Regions from separate parts of the Cricetulus griseus genome. Here region 1 is linked to region 2. A link is a contact called in public Hi-C data. All regions are on one chromosome and are shown on one strand. Each heading gives the region's core, a stretch centred on a gene start, on an enhancer-like site or on the middle of the called end of the contact. The rest is flanking DNA. Distances are from core to core; before and after follow the strand shown. Region 1 overlaps Chrdl1 (chordin-like protein 1). Region 2 holds the start of Chrdl1 (chordin-like protein 1).

Region 1 (6,437 bases), core at 1,188-3,687, 100 kb after region 2:
CCCTCTTCAGACTCTGGGCTGGAGAGTGTTTGACAAAAGTTAAAGTCTCCTCTCTTCACACAGAGACTCCTCAGAGGCAGGGCTGCTTTTCCCTAGCCCTAACCCCTACATACCTTCAAGTCTGCCCACCCCCTGCCCCACACACGATTCTCATGTACACTCAGGAGTATGCACACCCCTCACACTCACTCCCCACCCCACCCCCCACACAAGGGACCCTGGGGAGCCCGTGTGCTTGGTTTGTTTTCCTTTGTTTGGCTTGTTTTGATTTTAAATCAGTTTTCAGGATGGCACCAGAATTTTTTCTTGTCTATTAAATGTGCTGTGGAGGGAGTATGTAAGGACTTTTTTCTTAGTGCTGGTCAGGCTTATTTCTCTAAACTAGTAAGTATAATGTTGATCCTATTGATCAGTCAAACTGGTCTTTATAGACTTTGCATACAATGCCTCTTGAGCAAATAGCCCAGGCAGCTTCTAAAAGATTTATGAATTCCTGGATTATCTAGATTATTCATAGGTCTACTTAAAAGGGAATTTTTCATGAGAGGACTGGATGGCCCTGGCTCTCCTAAAGGCCCTTGGGGAAAGATCAAAAGAACAGAGACAAAGGGGACAGTGTGGAAACTGCTCAGCTCCCTGAACAAGGCAATAATCGAGACCAGACACACAGATCCAACCACCATCTCAGACAATCAGTACTGGTCACAGCTGAGCCACCACCTAGGCCCAGGAAGCACAAAAGGGAAGTTCTGTGTTCTATGGATAACTTTGGTATGCTGTCTCCACTGGCACTTTCTAGTGGAACTCTGTGCAATAGTAGATACATCCCATTACAGTAGCCAGAAATATATGTGACCATTGGACACTTGATATGCTATGAGACAACTGTGAGGCTAAGAAACTGCATTTAAATTGTATTTAATGGTAATTAGCTTAACTGTAAGCTGATATAAATGGCTAGTGACTGCTGTCCTGCATGACACCACTCTATCTTATTCATTGGTTGCTTTTATCCTGCATTAAATTTACTTTTATACCTTCTATCCATTTACCACTATCTTAAAAGCAGGTACTGAATGTTCTATGAACACAGAAAATCATACCTTGGAGGGTTGTTTTCTTCAGCCCTCTCTCTCCTCTCCACACTTGACCAATCCAATCATTTAAGAAAGACTGTAACTTGCCTGAAGCCACAGTGCTGTATAGGAACATTCAAGTAGCCTGGTACACAAGTCTGCTGGTTTCCTGGGCTGTGCTTCAACCACATCTCCCTTTCGGACAAGGTTTTTCAAAGTGAATACACTCTTTGCCTCCATTGCCTTCACAGCTCACAACTGAGATCCATCCCTTAGCATTTGGATCTGTTGGAGGCCAAATCTGTCTTTACCTCCTTGTGTGCTAAGATACAAAGTAGACTCTGGACAAAGGTTTGTAGAGTGAGTTAATTCTCAAAGGCCATCATGTAACCTGTCATCTTTTATGTTGTATTTTGCAGGAAACTGGTTGTGTTTCAGTGCTTTGAGTCTTCCAGAGCTCACGCTGTCTCAGGCCAGGGAGACATGTACTCTTTGCATGTGGCCATGGCCCATGTAGGTGTTCAGATGAAAGAGTGTTGGGAAGCTGGCTGGCAGGCTGCCACAAAGGCTAGACCCTCTGTATTCTGGATTACCTTGATTTGCTGAACTAATTGTTTCTTTCTGGTAATCAGGGACAAGGCAAAACTCCCTCTCTCCTTTACCTTTCTAGAATAACCTAGAATTTAATGTGTCCAGGGTAAAATTTGGAGGAATTTTTCTTTCTGGTCACTTTAGAAAATGATATGAAGTACTGAGTCCAAACTAAGCCCGGAATCCAGTGCTAAAAATGAGGAGAATTCAGTGTATAGGTGGATGTATCCTCTTATAATTCCTGTCCTGTCTGTTTTCCACCCCAGTCCTTTGCCCTTAACCCCGAGCCAACCAATGGTAACTCGGCGCTGACTGAATTGAAGCAAAACCTGTTACCAGCCACCAAAGGTCAAGTTGCAGCCAGGCAGTCCTGCCAAGAGCCAGGCCCAAACAAGGAGGCAAATAGTTTGTGCCCCATCTGTGGTGCATGGTCTGCTCATTTTTTGGTACCACCTAATGAAGAAGTGATCTGGTCCTGAGATAGAAGGCTTCCAGAGACCCACCCAGTCCTAAAATTCTGAAGCCTAAGTATAGGCATTGGATGCCAAGGACACTGGAGAAAGTCTCTGAGCATGTAGAACACCAAGCCAATTGGAGTGCCTGCTAAGCCAGCCCAGGATTCCTAGCATTCCAGCCACACCATATCCACCCCCACCCCCGGAGGGCAGCCAGTGGCCACAGCAGAGCCTAGATCCAGCAGGCTGAGACCCACAACAGACCCTCCAATAGCCGGTTTCCTCACTAATGGCCTGCCTGTTTGCCTTGTGCTGAGTTCAGGGATGTGGACAATTGTAACACCCAGTTTAGCCTAAGAGTCTGACTTACCATGGACTCTCTGGGCAGTGAATCATTTTGAATAAGCGCTTAAGCATCTTTCCACTGAGTCATCCTGAGGACTGTCAGGTTCACTAATCCTGACAGATACTGTGTATATCCTTTGTTCAGATTCTGTCCCCATGCTGATACTGGGAACTGGATATAAACAGCAGAACAATGTGCTTGTTGGAAATCATTTGCATTAGGACTTCCATTGCTTGCCTCTCTCCATAAATGCCTGAAACACAAAGAAAAATCTTACCAATACCAACTCTTGGTCTGTGTGTTCTTTTGGCAACACAACTACCGAGAATATGTCCTCTTTACTTTGAGCAGCACTGCATATTCAATTTGTTTTCCAGATCCTCCATGGATCTGTTTTCATTTGGCTTCTTCTAGGCCAGGGCTGGCATTTTCTTTTTCCTGTAAATATTTTAGCATTTGCAGGCACCTCTTGCTATAACACATCCTTTGCAGTGTGAAAGCTGCCATAGATGGTATGCAAATGATGGCTGTGGCTGCCTTCCAATAAAACTTGATTTACAAAGACAAGTGCTGGGTCCATTTAGGTCACCCCTCTGTTCTAGACATAAAATAACCTAAACTGGTAGGTGAAACCTAGTTTCCCATGCTAGAATGCCTTTGAGGACAATTTTGAAGATCGGGCAGTTTTCATTCTCCTTTTGGGAAGGAGACAGACATTGTAGGAATAGTTTCTTCCCATTTTGACTATCAAAGTTCATTTTCCAAAGGTGGTAGACACATTGCGAAGACTAGGATTGGTTAAAAGAGGATGCATTAACAACATGGAAATTTCAGAACTTAAAACACTTAAAGGTGTCCATCTCAGGTTAATATGTCATTCTTACCATGGACACTGGCTGGCAGAGTCTTCCCATCAAAGATTTAGTCCCAGTGGTATGCGAGGGGAACATAATAAAATTAGTAACTGGTGCCGTGATTCTTAAGTAATTTTTGGTTTTGCCTTGGAATAACAAATGACTTTTGCTTGTGTGTCACTGGTGGGAGGAAGTCACCTATTCTCAGGACCTGATTCTCAGGGACAGGGAAATGCAAGGCTATCATATTCCTGGGCAAGGAAGTGCTGTTCAATGGCCCTAACATCATCTGCTCCAAGAACTACTTCCTAGCATTCTTCTTGATATCTTTTCTTGCCTACCTTTTTGATTGGCCTGATTGTCTCTTTTGCCTAAACCCTACCTGGCTTTCCTCATTCATAATAGCCATTGAGATCAACACTTGAGAATGCATCTTAGGGGTTCAAATATTGGTACACTAAGCAATACTTAAAATCTTGTGTAGTCCAGCCATGAATATGAAGTCAGGCCGCTGATCCAGGTCCTACATGCCATTGGATCCAAGCATTGATTGCCATTGGGCAGCAAGCCTGAGAACAATTAGACCTCCCATGTCTCTGGTTTTGATTTCACTTTTATTTACTTTTAGTGGAAATTTGAATCAGAGAATGAATTCTAAGCACAATGACTTTGGGCAGTTCTTGCTTTTAGTGCTATGGAGAACAGTTGTCAAGATGGAAGAGATACAGAAAGTAAAAGATAGCATAGGTGATGGTGATTGCTGCATTATTGAACTAAAGTGATAGCTTTGGAGGAGGAGACTATAGGAGAAAATACAAACTGGGCAGGGTAAGCTAATGGTTCTACCCATCTCAAATGCTCCATGACTATAAGTACAAGGGTAGCAGTGGAGCTCTGACTCTGATACCTGTGATTATCTAAAGATCCTGGGCCATTTTCTTTAGTACTCTCACCTTTCTAAGACCTCAAAGGCCTCGGCTGGATCTTTGGCATATGGCCCTCAGTCTGGGAGAAAACAGCAAGAAAAGTATGCAGGGCATTTGATAGGTCAGTCTTCTAAGGCACTTGGGTCATTTTCCACCAGGTTTCATTGACAGCATTCACAAGTCTCCTAACTTGAAAGAAGTCTATGAAATGTAGTGTATGTAACTGGGTCTCCAAATGAATTTGAAGAGCATGGGATGTCTGGCACAAGGGGTGTTCTTTATAGGAGGAGTTCACACTGACTGAGTCTTAGACTGAAGCCTTGAACAACGTACTGTCAATATTGAAATGTTTAGCACTCAGGGTACTACTTGGTGATGTCGGAAACTACTCTGGCCTTTGGAAGCTTTTGTAGATAAAGAAATGTGGCAAATTTAGTTCGTCTTATCTCACATTTTTTGCCTCTGTGCTTCATATGAACTGTGAACCCATACCTAAGGCCACCTACATTCTCATGGACACAGGAGCTTGAGATGTGAGTCGGAGGGAGAGAACTGTGAAGATGCCATTCAGTGATGAAATGATAGCAAGCCCAGGAAACTTACTCTGAATATTGAACCACTCAAAAGTCATTCTTATAAAATAAGGGGTTGGGGCTAGAGAGATGGCTCAGTGGTTAAGAGAACTGACTACTTTTCCAGAAGACCTGAGATTGATTCCCGACACACATGTCAAGCAGCTCACAACTCTATATAAGTCCTGCTCCAGGAGATCTGATGCTCTCCTCTGACCACTATGCATACATGTGAACATACCCACATAGAAATGCATACATGCATATATACAAAAATAAATAATGAAATAAATTATTTAAGTAAAAGGCAGCCATGAAAACAGGGACAGTGTGACTAATCTTACTCTTTTTTGTCCTGGCTACCAGGAAATTGAGAGTCCAGTAGCACAAACTACAATTTCAGTTATCCTCTTGGTAAGAATTTTTGGCAGTTACTTTTTGGTTTTCTATTTTTGTGTCTAATTACTTTTCATGGTAAATACTATTTGTTGCAGAAAGGAGAAAGTATAGGTGCAATTTCTTGTTTCATCTAATGTTAGGTTTGAAGACTGGCATTTATATAAAAGATTTTCTGTGTTCACTGTGACTTCCTGGGTAGTTGGTTTTACATGATGTAGTTTTAGAAGATTGTATGTGAAAAACACTCAAGGAAGTGTCCCATGCCATTAAGAGTGTCTAGTACTTTGGTGTCTATCTCTGTTATAATAAGAAAGTTCTCCTTCTGTACTTTGAATATTTAAAGTTTGGATACAAACAAAAATGGCTCATTTTAGTCAAGGATTCCTCATCCATTCGGAGGACAGACAACTCCCTATTGTTTGGGCCAGTCCTTTTCCAGTACAGAATCTTTACCACTTTCCCTAGCTTCTACCTACCAAATGTGAAGAGCACCTTCCCCACTCATGGCAGTCAAAGCTATTTCCAGCCATAGCCACAAATCCCTGAAGGAAATACCTTTCCAAGCTGAACCTTAACATGAAACAGAGTTATCTTATAGAAGTTGATCTCTAGTGCTAAGGGATGCATGTTTGCTTTCTTTTGAAAATTATTTTCATTTTTTAGAATATATATCTTTTTATTCCTTCACAATTTTCGTACATGTATGCAATGTATCTTCATCATATCAACCCGAATCCTCCCTCTCACTATACCAGGGACACCTAAAAATGTCACTCTCCCAACTTCATATCCATTGTTTATTTGTAATAACCCACTGAATCCAATTAGTATTGCCTGCTTGTGCAAATGTGTGGGACCATCTACCTGAGCATAGGAGACCCACAATTGGCCACATTCCTGAAGAAAACTGATTCTCCCTCCCTCAGTAGCCATAATTTTCAGTATCTCTGTAGGTAGGGATGAAGCTGGGAGCCTACTCTGGAATTCAGTGCCTTTTACCATGTCTCCAAGAAATGGGAGTTAGAGCCAAAGGTTCTGGATGGTAGAAGATTGGTGATTAGCACATACATACACACACACACACACATATATATATATATATGTATGTATAAATATATATTAGAAAAACTCACTATTTAGATGAAAATAGTGATTACCTTGACCTTCTTATCCTTGTTCCTTTACTTTCCAAATGTTAAGATTACATGTGTGTATCAT
Region 2 (6,133 bases), core at 3,156-5,655:
TTAACTTTTTGTAACATATGATTTGTGCTAGACTGTGCTGTTTGAGTAAGTATTACCTCACACAGTCCGCACAACAATCCTGTGCAGAATGAATAATTATCATTTCTATTTTGTGGACTAGTACACTGAGGAACTGAGTGGTTTCAGTTTTGCCCCAAAACACATGGCTTGTAAGTGCTGATGATGGATTTAAAAGCAAGAATAAGGGCATTTGGCACAGAAGAACTGAATAGCAAGGAGGCGGGGCATGAAAGAGCATGGAAGACTGAGAATCACAGCAAGTGGGGATCGCTGGGTGGTGAGATGGGGATGGCTGGGACTTAAGGATTGTGAGACTGGAGACATGCACAAGAACTACATTGTGAAGGGCTTATGGTACCCTATGGTCAGTTGAATCACAGGCGGATTTTAAGCAGAGCAGACCTAATCCTCTCAGCATGGTGATTGCATGCCTCTCTATTTTAGAGATTTTGTTTTTATTTTAATGTGTGTGTGTGTGTGTGTGTGTGTGTGTGTGTGTGTGTGTGTGTGTGTGTGTGTGTGTTATGTCTGTGGGCATCCCCAGAGGCCATGAGAGATGTTAATGTAGAAACTTATCGTTACCCGTTGGGTGAGCACCAGTGGCACATGAGACAGAGAGGGTAATGAGGGGTGAATATGATGAAATGCATTATATGTGTGTATGAAAATGTAATAATAAAAGCTATTCTTGTACAATTGATACGCACTAATTAAGTAGTAAAATTCTAAAAACCAAACAAGCCCAACTAGGACTCACCAATCTGGAAAAGGAAAACGACCTTTGCTCTCCATCCCATTATGGGGCCAGCAAACTATGCTGAAAGCAGGTGCGGACTGAGAGCAGGAAACGCAGAATCTCTTGTGGTGAAGCTTTGTTCTATTTTATTTGCTTGCCACACAGGGGCACTCAACTCATTTCCTGTGTCATTATTTCTAAAGACATAAAGCCTGACATTTTCATTAAGACTTACCATATCTATGTCATAAAATTAAATTCCGAGAGAGAGAAACAACCTGATGGCAATAAAAATGCAACCCAAGACTGGAGCATTATGGGAAACTCACAAACATGTGTCATATGCTTGCGTGAGTAAAAATATCACTCTCTTTTTCCTAAGTTCCCGGGCAGCATAACCCAGTCAAATAGTCATAGAAGATCTAGTTATATCCCCCAAGGGCCTAAATCACTTAATTTTCCCTTCAGACTTCAAGAGTTTCCAAGAAAATCATTCAACCATTATTGCACTGAGTGATAAAAAACGTGCTTGTGCCTTTATAATACAGGGTGGATGGATCAGGACTTGGTGATTTTTGAGGTTTAAATGCATGCTCAACAGTGTTAATTATAGGGAGGAGGCCACTTTATTTTATTAAAGACAGTCTAAACATGTCTGCTTAGAATCTCTGTATGACAAGGTTGTTTCCTGCCAAGAGAGTTCTACCAGGAAAAAAAAATGTGAGACAAGTAAAATAAATAAGCATGAAGCAATGAATGCTAGAAAAAGTAATTTCAATGGAGGCGGAAAGGAGAACATGAAGTCTAGTGAAGCATGCCATAATCCCTCAGGCCCAACTTTATTAAGTCTCAACTATTAAACCAAATTAACAATATGAATTGTTCTGTGCAATGGCTGAACACATCCATTCTGGAATTAGGCTACGCAAGTTTAAATATTGACTATTCTTCGTCCTCATGCCCTCCTTAACTTTAGTCAATTGCCCTCATCGTGCTTCCCATATTCTTTATGGTTATTAACTGGCTCCTACTAGATTATTAGTTCTATGAATAAGGCAAAAGTTCATGTAGTAGGTTCTACATAAACATGTTTTTGAGTTGAATAGAGTTGTTAGCTTCCTGATCATGGATAATTTGCCTTTATGTCTCAGGTTTTCCCATGTGTTAACTGAAGACCACTGTTAAGACTCAATGTGATTTTGGGAAAGCATCTTTCGAAAATTTTAGTGCCCAACACCTTCAAAATACTGGCTATTATTATAAGGGAAAATACCTGTCTAGAAAGCATACTGAAACAGGTAACTCAATAGGCTAGAGCCCTTTCTTGAAAAGTGACATTGTATTTGCATTAAAAAATGATCTGAAGTAAATCTAGCAAGAGTGTTAGAGTATGAATTATTGATCATGAATGCTTTGGCTAGTTTTATATTTTTCTCTGTATTTTTGCATGTCAGTGTTTTTAAAACATGTTCCATTTTTTAAATAAACTTTCCTATGGATGACTAGGTGAGTCTCTGCACCTCCCCTACCATGCTTGTTAAATCTAGAAAGGCAAGCTTGTAATCCTTGGGATGTTGGCAGGTGAGTTCTAAGGCTGGATCACAAACAAACAAATAAGCAAAAACCAAACCAAACCAAACCAAACCAACAACAACAAAACATCCACTACTTTCTGTTTGCTCTTTGCTTGCTGGAATACTCATGCTTGGAACTCTGGGCATCATGTAAGCCATTTGACTGCTCCAAAGCAGTGCAGTTCATTAACTTGGTCCTGTAGAAAGGCTATATGTAGGCATTTGGTTTGACACTTTGAGATTTTGGATTCTCTTAGCCAAAGCACTTGACATGTGACTGAATAAGGCTTCAGGCAATCCCAGCCATCCCCCACCCAACCATCGTAACCACCAGCCTTCAAGTATTCCTAGCCAAAGCTCAACACCATGGGGCAGAAGGAACTCTTTCCACTGTCTCTTCTGAACTCCTGACATGAGGAACCCATGAACAAATTGAAATCACAGTGCTTTGTTTGAAATTTTTCATAATTTAAAGAAAGACCATTCTAAGGAACATCTCCCTGCCCTCACTCTGCCACCCTCAATTCAGGTTTAGGTTACTTGAAAAAGATCCAGAGTGTGCCTCAAGAGTAAGTGGCTGCATCATGATGTCATTTAATGGGCACTGAGTCTCCAAAACACATCACTCCCTTTTTAGGCGAAGATGTGCTTGAACCCACTAAAATCTAAAAATTCCCCCAAAGGCATAGAGACAGGAAAGGAATGGGGACACAGAAGCAGTTTTTGCGGCCTGGGCATCCTAGTCATTGGGGCTTTTGCTGTATCCTCTGAAGCTCTCTCACCAAATGAATTTTTAATGTAAAATAAAACAACAGCAGGGAGCTATTCATCATATTACTTTAAATTTTCAACTCATCAGTAAGCCCACTACCTTTCCTGAACTGTGAATTATTTGTTGATAAACTTGGCAACCATCTTGTGACTACCACAATTATATTGTAGAACATTGCCATCTGTATTGGAACATTTCAATTAGAAATAGGCTATAGATTAGTGATTCGTGGTCATCAGCTAATTCTTTAATTAGTAAAACAGCCTCTATTATATAAAGAAAACCCATGGCATTATTCAGCTGCCAAACATGACTCCAAACATGTGCAATAGTTGGAAAATACTTCACCCATTAACACTTTCTGAGCAGATAGAAATAAATTAATTCCTTGTCATTTTAAGTAGTTAAAGTATAATTTTGTTCTATGTAAGCATTGAAAATATATCACAAATTGAATAGCCTGTTTGGATTTAAAATATATGTATGTAGGAAGTCTCAATACCCCCAAATTGCTCCCATGTGTTTTGATCTTTGAAAAGTCCTGGATGTCATTAAAAACTAGCATTTTAGCTGGGCATGGGGGCATGGTCGTACACGCCTTTTATCTCAAGCTTGGGAGACAGAGGCAGGTGGATCTTTCTGAGTTCAAGGCCAGCCTGGTCTACATACTAAACTCCAGGACAGCTGGGGCTACACAGTGAAACCATGTCTCAAAAAAAAAAAAAAACCTAACATTTTGAGGATTAAGGGAGCGAAGTGATATAGGAGGGACAGAGTTTAATGCAGGAGTTGTCGTTAAAGTCCTTTCTTAACTTGAGGTCCAGGGAATGCTTAATTTTTTTAAAAGACCCCTGGGAGGAGAATTCGGGGGTCCAGGAACAACAACAGAAACAAACCATGGAGTCCGTGAAACCTCTCATGCGGTCTACTCATCTTTCTAATTTTTGCAGAAAAGGGGGATGCAAGACGCTGAATTGGGTTGAGATAGCCTTTCCAGGATGTGAATATCCTAGTGCAAAACTGAACTCCCCTCTTTGAATCCAGGCAGGCTAGCAGCATACAAGGCTATCACTCTATTGCACAACACCTGTCTCAGGACAGTAAAGGGTATGTGTCAGACTGTACATCACCCCCTTGTCTGAAGTACAAAATCTCCCAAATGCCCTGACCAGCAGAGGGCTCTACATGACCTGCAATGGAGACTACTCAGAAGGGCCTCACCAAGAGATGACCCCAGGGCTACCACTGCTGCTGTTGTTGCTGCCGCCATGACCACTTTACGTTGAGGAAGAGGAGGAGAAGGAGCAGGAGGAAGAAGAGCAGGAAGAGGAGGAGCAGGAGGAGGAGGAAGAGGAGGTAGAGCAGGAGGAAGAGGAGGGGGAGGAGAAGGAAGAGGCAGAACACCTTTCAGTGGAAGACAGCTCTCCAAGGCAGGTTGGTCAGTGATTTCTCAACCTTCTTATGCTGTGAACCTTTAATACAGTTCCTCATGTTGTGGTGACCCCAACAATAAAATTATTTCCTTGCTACCTCATAAATGGAAATTTTCTACGATTATGAATAGTAATGTAAATATCTGATATGTGACCCCTCCCAATGGGATTGAGACTCACAGGTTGAGAATTTTTGTCTTAGGTAGCTTAGTGATGTCCTGCACTGCCTACCTCGGCCTCTCCTAGAGCCCCACAAATATTGATCAGTAGGGTTAACGTCTTTTACGTGCCAGCCTTTCATTCTCATCCGTGTTCTGACACTTTTTTCTTTTCTTCCCTCCATCAATGTTTCTGAATCCATCTTTCTTGTTTCTTCAAATCATTTTTCTCTTTTTGTACTAGATTTCCCCTTTCACCTCTTGGAATTCTTATCATCTCCTCCTCACTTCTATTCTTTATTGTCCATTATTTGATCTTTTGTTCCTTTCTCACTTAAAAAAACTCACTTTCCCATCTCATAGTCTTTCTTGTCTCTGATCACGTAGTTCTGGTTTCTTCCATTTCGTTGTACTAACTCAGCATGGACACCACTCTTTAACCATGGCTTACACACTGGTAACTTGTGAGGCAAATTTGGTTCACAGCTTTCTTTGGCAGATTTATTCTTACTTAACTGTTAATTTTAAACAACCAGGAGATTTCTTTTTAAAAATTCTGAATGTCAAGCTTTACTTGAAAATACAGTTTCTTGTAACTCCATCGGGCAGAACTCAGCTAGGCTACCATGATGACAAGGTAGACACTCTTCAGTGAGCCACAAACTCACCAAGAATCATTCCCTGACAACATTAGTTTACCTGGTTACCCCCTCTCCAGCCTCTGCTTGCCTTCTCCTGGCTTTTGCTGTGATGGGCCAGCCAGTGCTGAAGTCCCTAGTTTCTGAAGTCATTTTCCAGCAGTAATCTCTCTTTAGGAAATCTCTCAAATTGTATAAACATCACCTTATTTTCCTCATCTATAATGACAACCATTTAATACCTATTTCATGAATTTGAGATATCAAAGGATATAATGCTTGTAGTATGATTAGCACACAATCTAGCAAACAGTGGGCCATTGGTAAATGGAACTTCTTGTCTTTCTGCTCTTATTTACATCTTCCAAACTGATATTCAATTTCTTATCTTCTATCTTCCTTCAGTTTTTCACCTCTTTATTCACTTCAGGTATATGTATATGTTTATACTTTCTAATTACATTTTTCTGCTCTTATTTTCTTTATGATTAACTTTATCAGATTTAGAATCACCTAGGATACTGGTAAGAAAAGCCTGTGGGTATGTCTGTGAGATCATTTTGAGAGAGAATTTAACTGAGTGAAGAAAATCCATCCTGAATTTAGGTGGCTCCATCTTACCAGATGGGGACCTAGAAAAAATAAAACAGAAAAAAGGAGAAAGTCATTAGAGTATGCTTCCTGGCTGTGCTGGCTTGAATGAAAATGCCCCCATAGGCTCTTAGAGAATGGCACTATTAGGAGGTGTGGCCTTGTTGTAGTAGGTGTGGCTTTGTTGGAGGAAGTGTCTCGTTGGGGGCA

The links. Hi-C and Micro-C count contacts between places; a contact is called where the count stands out from the background.
Region 1: a contact with region 2 is called in a Hi-C map of the CHO-K1 cell line, with 2.8 times the contacts expected there. The contact joins the enhancer-like site here to the promoter of Chrdl1 in region 2. A contact is called at or near these places in 3 of 8 Hi-C or Micro-C datasets (the CHK-Q cell line, the CHO-K1 cell line and fibroblasts).

The regions. Positions count from the first base shown.
Region 1 is chrX:37,265,429-37,271,865 of CriGri-PICRH-1.0, forward strand. The region is part of intron 6 of Chrdl1 (chordin-like protein 1); the gene reads left to right. Among named protein-coding and RNA genes, the nearest start is that of Chrdl1, 100 kb to the left of the region's middle. Within about 2 kb of position 2,438, at least 2 of the 6 cell types and tissues checked have open chromatin away from gene starts, as enhancers often do. A contact at or near this core is called in the CHO-K1 cell line and fibroblasts, where this site is marked.
Region 2 is chrX:37,161,927-37,168,059 of CriGri-PICRH-1.0, forward strand. It overlaps Chrdl1 (chordin-like protein 1), which reads left to right and starts at 4,406. Exons shown (of 14, transcript XM_027433625.2): 1 at 4,406-4,537.